Linked DNA regions of Mus musculus: regions 2, 3 and 4 are each linked to region 1. Evidence: chromatin contacts called from public Micro-C and promoter capture Hi-C data. All regions are on one chromosome and are shown on one strand. The core of a region is the stretch at or near the end of the contact, and the rest is flanking DNA. Distances in the headings are between cores, read along the strand shown.

The links. Hi-C and Micro-C count contacts between places; a contact is called where the count stands out from the background. Capture Hi-C pulls out chosen DNA fragments and counts their contacts.
Region 2: a Micro-C map of embryonic stem cells shows a contact between it and region 1, with 5 times the contacts expected there. The contact joins the promoter of Tsnax here to the promoter of Sipa1l2 in region 1. A contact is called at or near these places in 1 of 39 promoter capture datasets (embryonic stem cells), 1 of 484 Hi-C or Micro-C datasets (embryonic stem cells) and 2 of 115 datasets of contacts at active chromatin or transcription factors (astrocytes and pancreatic cancer cells).
Region 3: a Micro-C map of embryonic stem cells shows a contact between it and region 1, with 5 times the contacts expected there. The contact joins the promoter of 2810004N23Rik here to the promoter of Sipa1l2 in region 1. A contact is called at or near these places in 3 of 484 Hi-C or Micro-C datasets (embryonic stem cells and natural killer cells), 4 of 115 datasets of contacts at active chromatin or transcription factors (embryonic stem cells, large pre-B cells, memory CD8 T cells and 1 more) and 1 of 9 other capture datasets (adipose tissue).
Region 4: a contact with region 1 is called in a promoter capture Hi-C map of adipose tissue. The contact joins the promoter of Arv1 here to the promoter of Sipa1l2 in region 1. A contact is called at or near these places in 2 of 484 Hi-C or Micro-C datasets (CD4 T cells and embryonic stem cells), 1 of 115 datasets of contacts at active chromatin or transcription factors (pancreatic cancer cells) and 1 of 9 other capture datasets (adipose tissue).

Annotation. Positions count from the first base shown.
Region 1 is chr8:125,568,557-125,571,256 of GRCm38.p6, forward strand. Sipa1l2 (signal-induced proliferation-associated 1 like 2) reads right to left here and starts at 1,307. Exons shown (of 22, transcript NM_001357372.1): 1 at 1,099-1,307.
Region 2 is chr8:125,011,615-125,014,323 of GRCm38.p6, forward strand. Tsnax (translin-associated factor X) reads left to right here and starts at 1,427. Exons shown (of 6, transcript NM_016909.3): 1 at 1,427-1,598; 2 at 1,896-2,000. The coding sequence starts at 1,583.
Region 3 is chr8:124,861,771-124,864,470 of GRCm38.p6, forward strand. 2810004N23Rik (RIKEN cDNA 2810004N23 gene) reads right to left here and starts at 1,259. Exons shown (of 7, transcript NM_025615.2): 1 at 1,115-1,259. The coding sequence starts at 1,202. Gnpat (glyceronephosphate O-acyltransferase) reads left to right here and starts at 1,263. Exons shown (of 16, transcript NM_010322.3): 1 at 1,263-1,542. The coding sequence starts at 1,468.
Region 4 is chr8:124,720,912-124,723,611 of GRCm38.p6, forward strand. Arv1 (ARV1 homolog, fatty acid homeostasis modulator) reads left to right here and starts at 1,255. Exons shown (of 6, transcript NM_001368372.1): 1 at 1,255-1,431. The coding sequence starts at 1,273. Ttc13 (tetratricopeptide repeat domain 13) reads right to left here and starts at 1,061. Exons shown (of 23, transcript NM_001373939.1): 1 at 826-1,061. The coding sequence starts at 1,051.

The DNA.
Region 1 (2,700 bases), core at 57-2,556:
CAGCCTCACACGCGCCCAAAACTGAAGATAGACTATTCTTCCCCCCTCCCAACCACCCTCCACCCCCTGCAATAGATCCCATTGCTGCCTGTTCCGGAAACCGCTCCAGCTAGCCATAAACAGCATGTCGAAATCTATGCAGCTCTTATCACCAAACCCACCCAAGAACTCCACATTCTCCAAAGACATCAAGACCTCCGCGATGCAGAGCCCAGTAACAAGCAGCTCGCTCATTCGTAGTCACCTCTGGTCGCTAGAGATCAAAGCCCACTTTCCATATTTGAAAAAAGAAATATAATAACCAGTTTAAGCCTTACAGGGGAGTACTATGTTTCAAATAAAGCAGCAGTTTGGGATAGTTTCTTCCTTTCATTCCAATTTGTAAGACGTTAAATAAATAAATAAATCCCAGCCTAGACTGCAGACGCAGGAAACTCAAGCGGGCAGCGGACTAAAATGCCTGTCATAAGAAAGCCATCTAGTGTTAAAGTTTAGAAGTGAAACCGCAGACAAAAGGAACATTTCTGGGACTATTTTGAAGTTACTGGGGAAAACCAATGAGAATAACCAAGACGCCCCGTTTTCTGCGGATGACTTGGGTTTTGGGGTGTTCTGCATTCTGCCTTTCCCCCTCGCTGTTTGGCCTTCTTTCTCAAAGCCATCCTTGCGCAGACCGAGGCAACTCCAAGCAGAACCCGAAGCGCCTAAGACCTGTTTTGACCAAAATCAGGTATCGCCCAGCCCCAATTCGTGAGGACGCACTTGCTGTCCGTTCGCCCGTGCTGACGTTGGCCCGGACTGAATTAATGTAGCCGAAGATGGTTAATGACGACAAACGTCTCCCCAAGGGGTGACGCCAAGTTGTCCTCGGCTTTCGCTCTCCGGGAGACGAGCCGAAATTGATTCTCGGGATTCTGCGACCAGGCTCAAATGAATGTGCCGGCGCTGCCGGTCGCTTCCCGACCGCGGTCCTCACCCGCGGAGACGCGAGCCCGCGCGTACAAAGGAGCGGGAGTCCCGGGGGAGCGGCCCGCAAGTTGCGCGCAGCCGGGCAGGTCCGGTCCCTGCGCCCTGCACCCCGCACCCCCCGGCACGCACCTCGGAGCCGCGGTCCTCTGGACCCCGCCAGGGCCGGCGCGCAGAAGCCAGGGCCTCGCCGCCCGCCGCCGTCCCGCGCTACCCATGGGCGCGCTCCCCGCGCGGCCGTTGCGCCCGCGGCTCGAGCTGTCGCCAGGCGCCGCGCTGCGTCCTCGGCCGCCCGGCTCCGTCTGCAGCCGGCTCCCGCCGCCGCCGCCCGCCCCGGCACCGCCCCCACGCGCTCCGCCCCCGCCTATTGGCCGGTGCCCCGAAAGACCCCACCCCGAGCGCGCCGCCCCCTCTCATTGGCCGGTGGCCGGACGGTCCCCGCCCCTAAAGCTCCGCCCACGCCCATTGGCCAACCGGACAGGCCCCGCCCCGAGCGCTCCGCCCACGCCCATTGGCGCGCCTCCTGGCCAGACTCGCCCCTCGCGGTCGGGCGCGCGCGAGCGCGAGCGTCCTCGGAGAGCGATTCTCCAGGTCGCGGCGAGCGCGAGGCCTCGGCTTACGGGGACAGGCGGCCGGCTTCGGAGTGCTCGCGAGCCCGGGTGCCCTCGGAACGACCGGTGCTCTCCGGGTGTGGACTCTCATTCGTACATGCTCGCACCATGTCCGGACCCTTGAGAGTCACCACGGCCTGGCGAAGCCCGAGGGACGGACTTGACGCAAAAGTGCAAGCTGTAGTCGCGCGGGCCGGGGAACCTGAGCCAGGAGCGATGCACGAGCGGGCCCACGCCTGCTCTCGGTGTTCCGGCCCTGTCTACCCCCTTTACCCCCAACCGCCGGGAGCCTCACCTGCGGCCGGCTGCAGAAGAGCGGCGTTGGGCTCTATTTTGAGATGCACGGGCAGGAGGAGTAAATAAGGCCGGAGCAGGTGGCAGAGCTGGCTCCACCTTACGTCCCCAGAGTCCTGAAATGGTTTGTTTGGGACTTTGAACTCCTCCCTGGAAGAGATAATGTTAATAATGTTATCTCTCCTTCCCTGTCGCAGTGCTTCCTACTACGAGCACACATCCTGGTGAAGTTTAAACAGTGGGTCCCCACCCAAGCTGCATTTCTCTGCGTGCACATTGTCCAATCTCTTATATATCATTTTAAATACAGGTGTAATGCGTAGGAATGGGCCTTGTAAAACATGCCAGCAACCTGTATATGACATTATGCTCCTGAGATTTCCAGGTTTTGAGGTCTTTCTGGATGGTCTCCCTATACCTACCGTTTGCAGAAGTTGTGTATGCATTCCACAAACATGAAGTCTGAGAAAAGTCCTGTGCTGCAGTGCTTTCTGGGAAACTTTTTACCAGACCCTGCTCTGTGCTTGGGGGTGAGGTGGGGGAGGGGGCAGATTAAACCGGGGCAGAGACTGTGGAATACAGCGCCAGAGAGGAAGGCAGGGCGTGGCTGCGGGCTCAGGTATCTTACAGAAACAAATATAAAATGCCTCTTTTGGCGAAGGTACGGAGATTGCTGGGGTTTCCAAGAAAAATACCAGCCATGAGGCATTCAACGGAGCTTGTCTAAAAGCCAGCGTGAGTCAGATTCCTCAGAAGTTAAGGGCGTTCTCTGCTTTTGCCAAGGACCTGGCTTCTGTACCAGGCTCTCAGTGGCAACTTACAACCATCT
Region 2 (2,709 bases), core at 177-2,676, 560 kb before region 1:
CCTGCTAGCCAGCAAGCCCCAAAGATCTGTATCTCTCCATCTCCTCAGTGATGTTCTATATGGGTTCTCGGTGATACTTGGGTCCTGTATGCCTGCAGGGCAAGTACTTCACCTACTGAGCAATCCCTGTAGCCCCACATCGTCAAAAATAGTGGAATACTGGTTTTGTGTGTCAACTTGACACAAGCTGGAGTTATCACAGAGAAAGGAGCCTCCCTTGAGGAAATGCCTCCATGAGATCCAGCTGTAAGACATTTTCTCAACTAGTGATCAAGGGGGGAGGGCCCAGCCCATTGTGGGTGGTGCCATCCCTGGGCTAGTGGTCCTGGGTTCTATAAGAAAGCAGGCTTAGCAAGTCAGAGGAAGCAAGCCAGTAAGAAACACCCCTCCATGGCCTCTACATCAGCTCCTGCCTCCAAGTTCCTTCCTGTGTGAGTCCCTGTCCTGATTTCCTTTGGCATGAATAACGATGTGGAAGTATAAGCTGAATAAACCCTTTCCTCCCCAACTTATTGGTCATGTTTTGTGCAGGAATACAAACGCTAAGACAACTGGTGAATGTGGGCTCAGAAGTCACAGAAATTCAAGATGGTTATGTGTCCAACATTCATCCATTGTTGTTCCCCCACAGCCTTTTCATGCAGGACTCTGCCCAAACCATCTAGCTTTTTGCTGATTCAATGGTGACAGCTTATGGCCTGATTTTTGAGCTGGGAGACCCTCCTGTGATGCTGTTGTGGCCTTGACTTCACTGGCTAATTCTACGTATATCATTTCCATAAGTGTGTCTGTTCCTAAGTTAACAAGAACAGACTGTGTGACTAAAATGTCTGTAACATGCACATGGCTGAACTTGACTCAAGATGTTGGGCTTTGTTCAATAAGTAATCTTAATTGAGCATGGTCTCTAATGGGCTGCTGGAAGCCTCAAAGGAATGGTACTAGCTAGGTGAGGTAGCATGTGCTCAAACAACAGCCTTAGGGCTTGACAATGTGACCAAACTTTCCATCTATTCCAAAGCTGCTTCTCTTCGAAGACCTTGCGACACTTCCAGGTGCCACGCACCCAGCACATGCCAAGGGCATGCATGGACGCAGGAGGCTGCTCAGAGAGGCGAGGGGACAGGAGGCCGCTGCCCGCGACAGGACTACACAGCTCAGGTAGGCACTCAACGGCTTGCACCACAACCTGGCACACCGGAAGCATGCGCGACTGAGAGAGAGCGCCGGGTAGGCACTTGGACGTGGGAGAAGCCGGGACACAGACCGGAAGTATGTGCAGCACAGGGAGCGCGCCGGGAGCCCGGCCGGAAACGTGCGCTGCTGCAGGAGCGCGCCCGCCCGCATGCCCGCCCAGGCGGTGTGGGACACGGGCCGGAAGTGTGTGCGGCCGAGGGGACTCCGCGGCGGACGCAGCTCCCGGCTGAGGCTGCGTGAAGGATCCGCTTCCGGCGGCCGCCTACTGCGACCAGGGTGGTGTGCGCTGTCACCCACGGGCTCAGCGCGGCGTCCCGCGACGGCCTTTCGCTGAGCTGGCCCGGCGGCTGCGATCCCTGCGCGTGCAAGCCGAGGCCCCGCGGCCATGAACGGCAAAGAAGGTGCGGGGCCGGCGCGTGGAGGGGAGGGGCTGGCAGGGCCTGGCCCCTGTGCTCGGCTGTCACCGTGCCATCCATCGCACGCCCCCAGGGGACCCTGCGGACCGACCCAGAGCGCAGCCGGGTGCCTGGGGTCTCAAGCCGCGTTTTGTGCGACCCCTGCACCAGTGCACGAGTTTGGGGACCTGTGTGTGGCTGGAGAGGTCGAGCCCTGTGGGTACCGGGGGACGAAGGGGATAGCCTGGGCTGTGCTAGCGCGGCATCGCAAGGGCTCCATCCATCTCTTCTTTTCTGCCTAAGGACCAGGAGGGTTCAGGAAGAGGAAGCATGACACCTTCCCACATAACCAAAGGAGAGAGGGGAAGGATGCCAGTTTGTCTTCGCCGGTGATGCTGGCCTTCAAATGTAAGTTTCCATTAGGAGAATTAGAACCATAACCGTAACAATCGTGTCGCCGTAGTGTTCGGGTGTGGGGTCGGTTAGGGAGCCTTTAGTCCATGCCGATGTAAGGCTTAGTTTTCCTGAATGTTTCGTGTTGGTGCTAGGTCTGCCCAGAAAAAAAAAAAATCTGTATTCTAAACATTCCGATATCAGGATAACTTGACCAAGTTAATAGAACAAGAATACCAGTGTACATGTATGTACGAGATTCACTAATAGTTCCTGTTCTATGCAGAGTGCTACCTCAAAATAAGTCTTGCCAGTCTAGTAACCAATCTAACACACTCTAAATATAAATATATGTGCTAGTAAATGGTAAGTGTGAAGATGATGTTACATACAGAACAGTTGGTAAGAATGTGGCAGATATTTCCATATTATTTAACATTTAATGCTTTTTATGTGGGACTTTTTACTGTTTACTAATGTTAATATAGGCCACCATAGTCAAGGGCTTTGGGATATAGATGTTTGCCACTTTGCATTTGCTAAAAGTAACGCAAAGTAAAAACTGCTTCATATTTAGGAAGAAAGAATTAGGTTGCACCTTGTAAAGAGAAGGGTCCCAGCTAATGTGTGGACAGTTTTGTTTTTGTTTTTGTGTTTTTTTCTTTTTTGTTTTTGTTTTTTTTTTCGAGACAAGGTTTCTCTGTGTAGCCCTGGCTGTCCTAGA
Region 3 (2,700 bases), core at 9-2,508, 710 kb before region 1:
CTTCGGTTTTGGATTTAAAGGGAATCCAGCTAAACTTTAATTGCTTTAATTTGAATACCTTTACTTTCTACTCTATTTCTCATCTTCAGTTTGTTTCTTCTGCTCAGACTCTCAACAGTGATCTGAAATTTCAATCAGGCGTCTAAGCCTCAGTACTGACCTACAGTATGGGCCCAGGAGCTTTCTGAATACTAGCTGTGTACTTGTGGCCAATGTAACTCTGCCAGTATAGATATAAAAATGAATAGGTAAAGTCCAGGTAGCTGGGAAGTAACTACCGTAATGAATTCCTGCATGTGTGAATATCAACTGTATCTAGGATTTTAAAAATTAGTCTTAAAACTTGTGAAAGTCAGCCAGGTGGTGGTGGTGGCGGCGGCGCACGACTTTAATCCCAGCACTTGGGAGACAGAGGCAGGCGGATTTCTGAGTTCGAGGCCAGCCTGGTCTACAGAGTGAGTTCCAGGACAGCCAGGGCTACACAGAGAAACCCTGTCTTGAAAAACCAAAAAGAAAAAAAAAAAAAAAACCCAAACAAACAAACTTGTGAAAGTCGGAGGCCAAGTGTTGTCGGTGGACACAAAGAACCTAACACAGCGCAGAATGTGACATCAGGCCCTAGACCTTGAGACTCGAGCTCTTAAGGAGGACCTTTATGAAGATGTGTGTACATATATGGGTTGCTCTGACAGTTAATGAGGGAAACACACAAAAATGCATGTACATGTACACCTGGTACGTTCTTCCAAGTTCTCAGCTTGCTTTTGCTTTTTAATCGTGTAAGTGAGCTTGGAATTTTGAGCAACCGCTCCAAAATAAAAACAATACAGCGTTTGTTACGTGTCTGGTTCTAAAAGTCAGGCAATCAACGTGAGCTCTTCTGCCTGCCAGTGCCTGTCCTTCTGCGAGTGGCCTGCCTTTAGTAACCATCTCTGATTTTATTTTCCTGCACAGTGAGAAGGAGAGCAAAAGGTCGGCCAACAAGTGGGGGAGAAGGTCCCGGAGAGGGTAGCGCTTGCGGACATGGCTCCAGGAGACCACGTGGGCCGTGGTCCCGCCGCCTCGGGATGCGTTTCACTGTCTTTGGCCGCCTCCTCCCAGGAGCTACGCTCACCCAGGTCGTAGAGGGTCCGCAGAACGGCGTCCAGGAGTGCCTCCGAACCAGGAGGCTCAACGGAGTCCGAATCGTGCTCCGCCGCCATGGGAATCAGCACGGAGACCCCCCCAGATCCCGCCCAGTGCCCACCACTTCCGCTTCCGGCGCGGCTTCTGCGCGTGCGTCACGGTCCCTGCGCGGCCTCGGGCCTGGTTAAGATGGCGGTGCCCGGGGTCCCGTGCAGTGGCCGTACGGAGTGCCACTGTCCTGGGCAGACGGGAGCCGCCCCGTGCGAAAGAACCGCCCCCAGCGGCTGCACTACAGCCGTGTAGCAGACCAGCCCAGGCCCCGCCAGGGACGGCAGCCGCGCCATGGACGTTCCTAGCTCCTCCAGCTCCCGATTCTCGGTCGGCTCGGCCAGCCCTAGCAGTGTGCTCCTCTATGCGGTAGGCGCCTGGGAGGACCAAGGCCCAGGGCAACGTCGCGGGAAGGACAGTCCCTCCCCGATCCCTATGTCCCCAGCCCACGACCCTTGCTTGTCTTAAAGAGCGGGTCCTAACCCAGTTGGGTACGTGGCTTGGTATCCACGGCAACCATGTGTCTGCGCCTCGGTTAACGCGTCTGCTTTTACAAGTTTGTATCGATGGCGGTCCCTCTGTCCCTTCTCCCCGTCAGGCCGGGAGCCCCCGCACACAACATGAGGGGAGCATTAGAGTTCTGCCTGTTGAGTAGTAATCTTAGTCCTGACCTAGCCCGAGAAGACTTTTGGGTCTCCACCTCCCGCCTTCTCCCCAGCCCTCTACCTTAAGTATTCCTGAGAGAGAAAAATATTCGGCTACAATATGCGCGTAGAGTTTTTTTTTTTAACTCTTACTTGGAACCTCAGGAAATTACTGTCTTCTATTCGTTATGTTTGCACAAGTTTCTGAGTAGGATACCCATTGCCACTGTTTTCTGTCCAACTTACCTTCTACACTACCCCCTTCCGCCCCCCACTTCCTTCCTCTTCTAGTTTTAACTGGTGGTTTGCCCCGTTTGGTTTCCAACAGAGTGTTGGTCACTTACAATATTCACGAGCAATTATCAAGGTGGAGACTTCGTGTGCTTTCACTCCGTGGGTTTGCACAATTACGGGTGGGGTGGGGTGAGAATTTGCTTATTTTTATGTGTATGAGTGTACCTGCATGTGTGTATGTGCACCACGAGGTGTCTGGTGCATCAGAGGCCAGCTCTGGGAATTGAGTTACAGATTGTGAGCTGCCCCAATGTGGTTGCTGAAGGAATGACCCTTAACCCTTGTGCCATCTCTCCATCCTCGGGGGAGAGTTAAAAAAAATCTTAATTAATTATTTTTGAAACAAGATTTTCTTGGTTTGTTCTCTGGCTTTGGCACTAGCTGTGAAGCCCCAGGCTTTCTGGATCTTGCATTCCTCATGCCCTCACCTCCAGAGAGCTAGGATTATAGTCTACACCACCACTCTTGACAAAAGTGCCTTTCAAAGGGTATTTCCATGCTATGCCAGTAGTTAACACCATTTTCTTTTCTTTCCTTTCCTTTCCTTTCCTTTCCTTTCCTTTTCTTTCTTTCTTTTTTTTTTTTTTCT
Region 4 (2,700 bases), core at 5-2,504, 850 kb before region 1:
CCTCATAGTCAAGTAAACGGAGTCTCCTATTTACAGACAAGTTCACAGACAGGTAACCCCCTGCCCTGAATCAGGAGGTGACATTAACAATGGTCATTCGATTCACTAAGGAATGCTGGCCACATCAGCTGCAACAGTGTTGGGAGGCAAAGCCAAGACACAAAATAAGTCCAAAAGCCATTCCAAGAAGTCAGATGGTGCTCAAAGGAAGTCAGATTGCACTAATCTTGAGACTGCATCTCAGCTAAGAAACTAGGTAGTGTTTGGGTAGGCATATGGTGCTGAACATTGGTGGGATGTTTTAAAAGGCATTATCAGCCAGCTGCTACTAGGTATAGAAGACCCAGACCTTCCCCACGGCAAGTCGGAGGGACACCCACTGAGGGGAAGGGAGAGTGGAGAGGGTACTGATGGGTAAAAACGCCCACTGTACAACTCAAAACAGAAAGAGCATGTGCATTTTGCCCAGAGCCTGACCAATGAATGAGCCTGAGCAGCTGGAATGCACGCAGGAATCAGGCCTGAAGCTCTCTCTCTACCGTTGGGGGTACATCTGAGGAGCACGGGTCAGTGCTCATGTCACCCCGCAAATCCAACCTGCTTGCACCTCTCAAGATTGGATTCCTGAGGTGGGGATCGGGCAAATCACCTACCGGAGCAAGCAGAAAGAAGTCTGACTTCCTGGCCCGTGCACGCCAGCAGGCACCCTCCAGGCAGGTCCTTATCCCCGCCGCCCACCTGAGCCCATCCCCGGTGCCCCCACTTCCCAGATGCTTCCACGCTGGGCAGGGGCGGCCCAGGGAGAGGGCGGCTCGGCCCACTCACCGCACTCCGGGTACTGGTCCGCCCAGTCCCCCGACTGCGGACAGCCGCCGCCCGCCGGGGCCTCCTGCTGCTGCCGGTGCTGAAGCTCCTGCTTCAGCAAGGACAGCGGAGAGTAGTGCTCGGTGGCCCGCGCGCAGGCCAGCGCCCCCAGCAGCAGGAGCAGCGGCCGCACCACCGCAGCACCCAAGCTGCCCGAGCAGCCGCAGCCGCAGCCGGCAGGTGCCATCTTCCCGCACGGCGCAGGCGCGGCCCTGCTCTGCCCGCCGCGGGCAGGTGGGCGCGGCGCGCAGCCGCAGTACCCGCTGGGAGTTGTAGTCCTCGCCCTGTTAGCCTCAAGCACTCATTCAGCGCTTGGACTACAAGTCCCAGTAAGCCCTTGGGTGCCCCTCCCAAGGCCAGTCCAGGCGTCTTCCGCCAGCGGCCGGAAGCAGGAGCCCTAGAGTGGCCATGGGGACCGGCGGGCGTAGGGGGACGCGGTCCGGGAAAGGCACGGAAGGCGCAGCGGCGACTTCTTCCTCTTGCCTGTATCGTTGTATCGAGTGCAACCGAGAGGCTCAGGAGCTGTACCGGGACTACAGCCACGGCGTGCTCAAGATAACCATCTGCGTGAGCGCGCCGGGGGGCGGGGCGCGGCTAGGAAGGCGGATCCGAACTTGCTGTGGTCCGGGGCGAGGCCTGGGAGCTTGAGCACGTGGGGGAGGAGTGGTCCTTGTGATGGTGTGAAAGAGAAAGCAAGGATGTGCTTGAAGACTGCCTAGGCCATAGATGTTCTAAGACTTGTGGCACCCAGGAGTGGTGGCGCATTTCTATGACTCCAGCACTCCACTCGCATGCCAGGCAGGAGGAGAATCACGAGTTGGACTCCAGCCTCGATTGCCGCGAGAGAGAGAGAGAGAGAGAGAGAGAGAGAGTGTGTGTCTCAAGCGAATAAACGAGTGATGGAGAGAGATGTGATTCACTAAGGAAATAGGAATTGTAGCAGGAAGCGTGTCATTCTCTTGTTGATCCTGAGGAGATGGAAGCAGTATTTGAGGTCTGGTACTGTAGAGAGTTCTTAGAAGAAAACTGTGTCTTATCGGGGTACTTGTCAATTTAATAGTAAATAATACAACAATTTAACCGAAATGGAAAGCATTTACCACGGCCGGGGATGTTGCTCGCCATGTAGGGCAGCCTTAGATTCCGGCTCCAGCACCACGCCTGTAATCCCTGCAATTGGGAGATGGAGGCAGGAGGTCCAGAACAGAAAGAGAGGGAGGGAGAGAATGAATGTCTCTCTGTGTGTTTCCTCTTTATACTCTTAAGTGAAGGCAGGAGGAAGCAGTGGAGAGAGTTCTGGTGGGAAAGGACTCACTGATTCATCAGGTCCACTGATGGAGGAAGTCAGCGTGCTCCCTATGTGAGGATGGATGGACACAGGGTAGTAGAAGGAGGTTCTTTGGGTAGAGGTCACTGCCTCTCATTGTAACAGTCTTCAGATGGCAAGATGGCATGCTGTCTTAGCCTTCTAAACTGTCAGGTCCCTGAGGTTAGAGGATTGTGAGTGGCTCCAGGTGATTAGCTTCTTGGAGCCCATGAAGTTCTGGGGAAGGAGAGCTCTTGTCCTGTCGCATCTACAGCACGAACATCTGGCTGATAAGTGATACCGAAGGAATAGGAGGAGTTTTGTGTTTCCTGATGCTGGTCTTTCCCCTCCTGCTTCCAAATTTGTCTGCCTCCTTGTCCTGACATTTGGGATACTGTCCAGAAGTGGGATTTAGCTAGCTTTTAAAAGACAGAGAGGGACTTGCCATTTTAACAGTTTCTCTTGGCACTAATGGTGCATCTCTGGGCTTGGGGGAAGAGATATAACCTCCACATCTGTGCAGAAAAAGG